Linked DNA regions of Zea mays: region 1 is linked to region 2. Evidence: chromatin contacts called from public Hi-C data. All regions are on one chromosome and are shown on one strand. The core of a region is the stretch at or near the end of the contact, and the rest is flanking DNA. Distances in the headings are between cores, read along the strand shown.

Region 1 (3,071 bases), core at 186-2,685, 110 kb after region 2:
TTTCCATGGGTTTCCACCCAATTACGGGTTGGTTTGGGATCAATAATGTTATTGGATGGGTTGGGTTTAACTTCCCTCTAGTATTTTTTGGTTGGGTGTGGGATGGATATCAAAGTAATTAGATTTGGGTATGGGTGGGAGTGGATTGGATTTTTTGCCATTAGCAGGCCTAGGTGGCAGTGCGAAAGCAGCGCTGGGCATTGTTGATCCGAGAGGAGGCAGGCACGGCAGATGATATGCTCCCGACAAGGGCTGCTGCCCGAAATCCCTTAGCTCAATCACGCTGGGACAGTGCGCCTTGCTGGAAAGGGTCTCCGTCGGCATTAGGAACTCTTCGTGGTAGATGGCCGGTGATGGAGCTGACGACCGTGACGGTGGAGACATCTTCTTTGAAGGCAGGAACTTTGCTGGTAGTAGGAACTCGGATCCAAGTGCATCTTCCTTCTTCGAACGCAGTGACGGCCTTGCTGGATCATTTGTGCCGCCAAACGGTATGTTTCAGACTTCCTTGAAGGCATTGAATTGTATGATTTCAGTCGTTGCCACGACATAGTTTAAATTATAATCAAATACTTGTAGAGTTTGACACAGGATCACGGTAATCTAAAACATGTAGCTTCTTGCAAGTGATACTCACCTCAACATGGCAGTGTTAAATAGCAAACCACCAAAATATAAACGATCAACATGATAGACCAATAGAGGTAGCATGTAGGAATGTGGTCCGGAGGCCCAAACACACACACACAAGTATAGATGAATTTGTTTTTTTAATTTAGCTTAGTTTACTGTATTTTAGCATTTGTTTGAAGAAACTGTTGGAGTATATACCATATTTCACCTCTATTTTTTTAACATGCCCCTAATAATAATGTTTTGGAAAAACTTTTTTAGCATCTTTCTAGAGTTGCTCTTAAACTATTTATCTTGAATGTCTTGGTTGGCTACTACACATTTAATTAGCCGAAGACTCCACACTCTTCGTTGTGCACCAAGGTATATATATATAAGCGAAACCATTTTTTATTAAGGAAAATATAGACGAAACCAATGTAAAGGGTGCTATTTATTTATTGTATTAGTGACGTCTTTTCCAGCTCTGTTAAAGAAGCAACATGTTAAAGACACAATAATTGAACAAACTTTCGCAATAGATGGTCTCGAGAAAGTTTGCTGCGATGTGGTACCAGAATATAGGTTTTGCCAAAACCATATGCCACTTGCCCACTTCCTCACCCAAAATTCTACAGTGCTCATTTTTTTTTCTCTCCCCCTTCTCAAGTTTTTCATTCCTGGTTTGGAGGATATACAGTTATACACAAATTTACCATTTCCATTAGCAAAGAAAGACATTGGGCTCAAGCCCAGCCCAAACCGATGGGATCGGTCGACACCAAGCGAGGCAGGCTGTGTAGGGCTTGGCATTTTAAACCCCATGAACCGAATCCGAACCCGAATAGATCGAATTGGTCGGTTTTTCGGGTTCGATCCACATATCGTACTTATTCGGTTATCGAGTTAGGGTTCGGTTTTTATATCGCGTAAGCCGAATGTAAAAAAAAAAGAACACACAACAGTCACCAGTCAGCCCAATAGCCACTTGCCCACTTAGGAAGAATATCCAACAGCGACGCCGCCCGAGACCATCACCATCCGCGCGGCGGAGATGCCCGAGGAAGAGCAGCGCTCGGGGAGAGGAGCGGTGGTGGATCCGTGGTAAGAAACGGACTGCCGTAAAATTACGAGGATTACTGCGGCTAAATCTGTCGTAGATCGTATAATTCCAAAGTTCAACTAATTATAATACTAAAATTTTAATTATTCTGTTTGAGATACCTATTTTCAGAAGTCCAGTATCGACGATATCACGGTTCCAAAAAAAAAAAAAGCTCGTCTCCCTGACCCTGACCGCACTACCGCAGCCCGCAGGCAGCCGAGACCGCCCAGGCGCCCACCAGCCAACCTAGAGCCTCTCCACTGCTCGGCCGCCGCCTGCCGCAGCCCGCCATCCACTGCTCCCGCCTCCCGGCGTCCGGCGTTCTGCTTCTGCGTAGGCGCGGCTGCGCTCCAGCTCCAACTCCGGCGTCCGGCCTACTGCTACTGCTCCAGCTCCAGCTCCCAGCTTCCCCCGCCCGCCTATGTCCAGCTCCAACTCCAGCGTCCGCTCTAGCTTCGGTGTACCGCTCCAACTCCCCCGCTGCAGCTCCGGCCACAACGCAAGGTACGCCCATCGGAAATTGCCGTGTCCTGATCGTGGATCTAATTGTTTTATCGGAAATGATTGGAATTCACATGAGTTAATGATATATATCTAAATTTTCAATCTTTTAATAGTATAGATACTATTATTCTGAAAAAAGAAAAAAAAATTAAGTCTGAACTGTTTGTGCTTCTTTGCCTCTTCCGCTGTTCAGAGTTCAGACTCCAGCGCCGTCTTCTTCACGGTCGCCTTTTGCGCTCCATCCCCTGGGCTTTCCGTCACGGTGGCCGCAGCCATGGTGGAGATGCGGCAGCGGAGGAAGCCGCTGGTCCTCGCCTCCACGCAGGCGCTCCTCGACTCGCTTCCGGGGGATCGCCCGCCGCCACCGCCGCAGGAGCCGGTGCGCCTTAAGGCCGGCGTCCTCCGATTCCCCTCCGGAGGTGGTGGCGCCGAGTTCGGGGAGCTCGCGTCTTTCGTCGGCATCCCTGCCCCCACTCTCCGACGGCTCGCGGTCGTCACGGGTACTCCTGTGAGTCCTCTAGTTTCTGTCATTTGTTTCGAATTGGAGAGTCGTGCTGGGAAATTCGATCGGTTAGGCTTCCACCTAATAATCTGTGTTGTTTGTTTGCCCCTTAACTTATTTAAGCTGGATTATATAATCTAGAGGGTAAACAAACATGGCCTTAGCAAGTTCATCTCTGACATAATTCAGGTGCAGCTTTTCGTGCTTAGATGGTAAATGGGTACTGTGTGGGATTCTGTTCTGTTCATTTTAGTGAAATATGATATGCATCTACTGATCTGCAGGTGCTTGTCAAGAATACTGACAATAATGTTGGGAGGATTGTCAAAGCAGTATTGTTTGGTAACC
Region 2 (3,264 bases), core at 248-2,747:
TTTGTCTCAAAATCAGAGATGAAATGATTATAAAGATGAATCAGAGCATCGCCTGCCTGGATGAAAAGAAACACACACACACACACAAAGCGATCAGTGCAGTGGTGAAGACAGTATAAGGGCAACCAAACTGTTGATAAAAAGGTCTTGAAGTATATGTGGAATTTGGCAACATATATGTGGTGACCATGATGCAATTGCAGTGTGATAACTGAAAGTTTATTCACCAAGGAAGAAAAGTACCTATTAGCACAACGTTGATTAATAAGACTATATGTAATTTGTGCTTGAAGGGAAGTCATTCCATATTGCATAATATGTATTAATAACAATTAAGTCCAACGAACTATGATTCTGTACCAACACAAGTGAGCTAGTTTATGTAAGAAACAATTTCCACCGACTATTAGAGTTAGAAACCAAAGTTGTGAGCACAAGCAACCAGTATGTATTCACAATAGGCATTTATTTCTCAAGCCCAAGAGATAAATTAAAGATACATCACATTACAACAGCTATGACATGTTTACACCTAGAAAATGTAGTAGGTGTGTAGACAATCAAAACTATAGCTAGTTAGACAAGAGTATCTGTTATGTACGAGTAGTAAACTAAAGAAATTTAACTGTAGGAGTGTAGTAGAATTGTAGGAACATAATACGCAGGATTCAAACTATTGGTATGCACGCTTAGACACTATCGCATGATGATGACCTCTCAACATAATTCACACACGCAAACACCTCACCCATTTGAGGTTACCATCTACTCTGCGCGCTGCAGCGCACAGTATTGAACTTAAAAGCTAACGGTCACAAGTAAAAAGGAGCCAGGTAGCCCTAAACTGATCAAGCCGCACGCTGTACGCCAGAATACAACCGACTAGGGTCGGTAAACGAAACGAAACATCATTAATGATGGAATCATGCGGACCTGGACGACGGCGAGGGCGAGGAACTGCTCCAGCTTGAGGGCTGGTTTGGTGACCGGGGATCCCAAGCGGAAGAAATCCTTTTGCTATTCAAAATTGAATTGCAAGGGAATTCCTCCCCCATGGATCCCCTAGGGATCCCTAATCACCAAATCAGCCCAGGGTGAGCTGGTGCCATAGCTTTCGCTGGTACAGGTCGGCGAGCGCCGCGTACCATTCCGCGAGCTCCGGCTGGGTCGCGCCCTGCGCCTCCAGGAACTCCAACGCCGCTGCCATCGACAGCCAAAGTCCCCCTTTTCTTTCGTCCCGGCCAAGAAGACGAGCACGGGAAGAACCGAAGCACGAATGCACGACGGAACGATCTGCTCGGTCGCGGTCGGGCTCGCAGGCTTCGCAGCTTCTCACCGAGCCTGTATACACTTGTATACTTAGAAGGCCCAACACCACCCATAAGGCCCACAAGAGGCTGTAGCGAAGTTGGAATGGATCACTAGTAGAGTAGCACCAGAAAGGAGTACTCCACCAGAAAGATAGACACGTCCGCCGTCTCCGCTCCGGTTTTCGCTGTCTCGCTGCCGTCCTAGGTTTGGAGCCAGGTCACCGGCGCTAGGAGGGCGTGAAATCGAGTCGACGGTCGGCACTCGGCACTCACGCGTTCTCCACCTACTGCTGGCGCTCCTGTGAGGCGACGCCGGACCGGCCACCCCGCATGCGAACAGCGCACGGACCGGCCACCGGTGTGACCCCTCCATCCAAGGCTTCAGCTCCAGACCGAGCCGCCCCGCCAATCGCCGTCCGCCGAACCGCCTAGGTGAGCCGTGATCGTGAGTGTCCTCTGTCTCCAGTATCTTCTGTAGCTGTAGGAACAGACGGCTAGTTGATGTACAATTGTCCAGAGTAGAAACAGCTACAGAATTCCCTTCAATTTCTCTCCCAAATCCTGGCGTGAGCGCTATGGGAAGATGAACACGCGAGGCCGAATTAGGTGTATTTCTGTATTAGATGACCCAGTTTAACTTGACTTGGCTGATGGCAATGGCCGAACTGCCAAATAGCCCAAGCTGGAGCGAGATCGGTTCTTTTCAGCCCTTTCCGTTTGTGTCATCCAGTGTGAGCACCTCCCACTGATCACTTCATACTTCGAGCGCTGCCATAGCCATTGGTGAACATGAATTCGGGCCGCCGGCTTCAGCCATTGGGGGGTGGGTAAGGGAAAACATAGGGGGAAACGAGCTGGCTCATTGACTCTCTCCTGCGGCGGCCGCTAAATTTCATCCTCTAAATGAATATTTTATGTCCTTTACAACACTCTCTAAAAGATTCCGTTCTTTATTCTTTCTTCTCCATTTCCAGCAATGTCCTCTAAATTCGATCCTCTATATCTACGGTACTAACAGATTTCATAAATTACATTGTTTTTTAGCCATTTAGCGTACAAACAAAATTTTAATTTCATGTCATGAAAAAAACATGTTACAATTTTTTTTGTTCAACGGACAAATTATTCACCGTTCATAATTACGAACACAATTTACGTAAACTTTGAATTCTACATTTACTCTTTTTTGCACACAAACAGAAAAAAACGTTCGTGTGTGCCTCAATTGAATTATGGAGAACTTCAAAATTTTAAAATTCGTTACATACAGTAGACATCAATTAAGCTAATAAAATAGTTCCCACATTTATTTCTATATTATATTAATGTACGTCAAATGAAAAGATCGTTCATAGGTCATCATAAGCCTAAACAAAAGCTGTATTCATCCAAATGCAAAAAATGAATAGTACGGCGGAGGAGCCCATGGGCCACAGGAAGCAACGAACGAAGGCGGCGGAGGGGAGCGAAGAGCGTAGAGGACACTCCACATTTGGAGAACGTCGGCTGCCTCCGCTATCGTAGCGGGCGGTTTACAATGCATTGCTGGACGTATAGAGGAGCTCATGATCCGCTAAATATAGCGAACAGGACGGTTTGCAGGTCCTTGCTGGAGACAGGCACGAGCGTGGCCTAGGAGGTGAGGACCGAGAGGTGTCAAACCTACAAGTGCTGGCACAACAGCACACATGGTTGTCTCCTCCTTTCAAAGAAACGGTACAAACATCTATGTTCCCTGCACTAGTTGGAACTTTGATTTGTTGAATACTCAAGTTATGTTGGGTTCTTGGAAAAAAAGTGAGTACAAAATTAGATTGCTCATTAGCCAATTGCATAATTTTATAGATTTGAAGTGTCTTGAGTAGCAATTCATAGAGTTGCTTGGCCCCAAGTACCTAACGAAGTGCTAATGCTGATGCTATTGTTTATGAGGGAGAAGGGGAATCTGCTTTTG

Evidence for each region. A called contact is a pair of places that touch in the nucleus more often than the background predicts.
Region 1: a contact with region 2 is called in a Hi-C map of leaf, with 5 times the contacts expected there. The contact joins the enhancer-like site here to the promoter of LOC100277042 in region 2. A contact is called at or near these places in 4 of 25 Hi-C or Micro-C datasets (ear, endosperm, leaf and 1 more).

Annotation. Positions count from the first base shown.
Region 1 is chr2:13,543,651-13,546,721 of Zm-B73-REFERENCE-NAM-5.0, forward strand. No RefSeq gene overlaps it. Among protein-coding and RNA genes, the nearest start is that of LOC103645997, 3.8 kb to the left of the region's middle. Within about 2 kb of position 1,436, at least 18 of the 20 cell types and tissues checked have an H3K27ac peak or open chromatin away from gene starts, as enhancers often do. A contact at or near this core is called in ear, endosperm, leaf and 1 more, where this site is marked.
Region 2 is chr2:13,438,396-13,441,659 of Zm-B73-REFERENCE-NAM-5.0, forward strand. It overlaps LOC100277042, which reads left to right and starts at 1,498. Exons shown (of 6, transcript NM_001150713.2): 1 at 1,498-1,742. It overlaps LOC100273828 (26S proteasome non-ATPase regulatory subunit 13 homolog A), which reads right to left and starts at 1,310. Exons shown (of 5, transcript NM_001148227.2): 1 at 934-1,310; 2 at 1-56.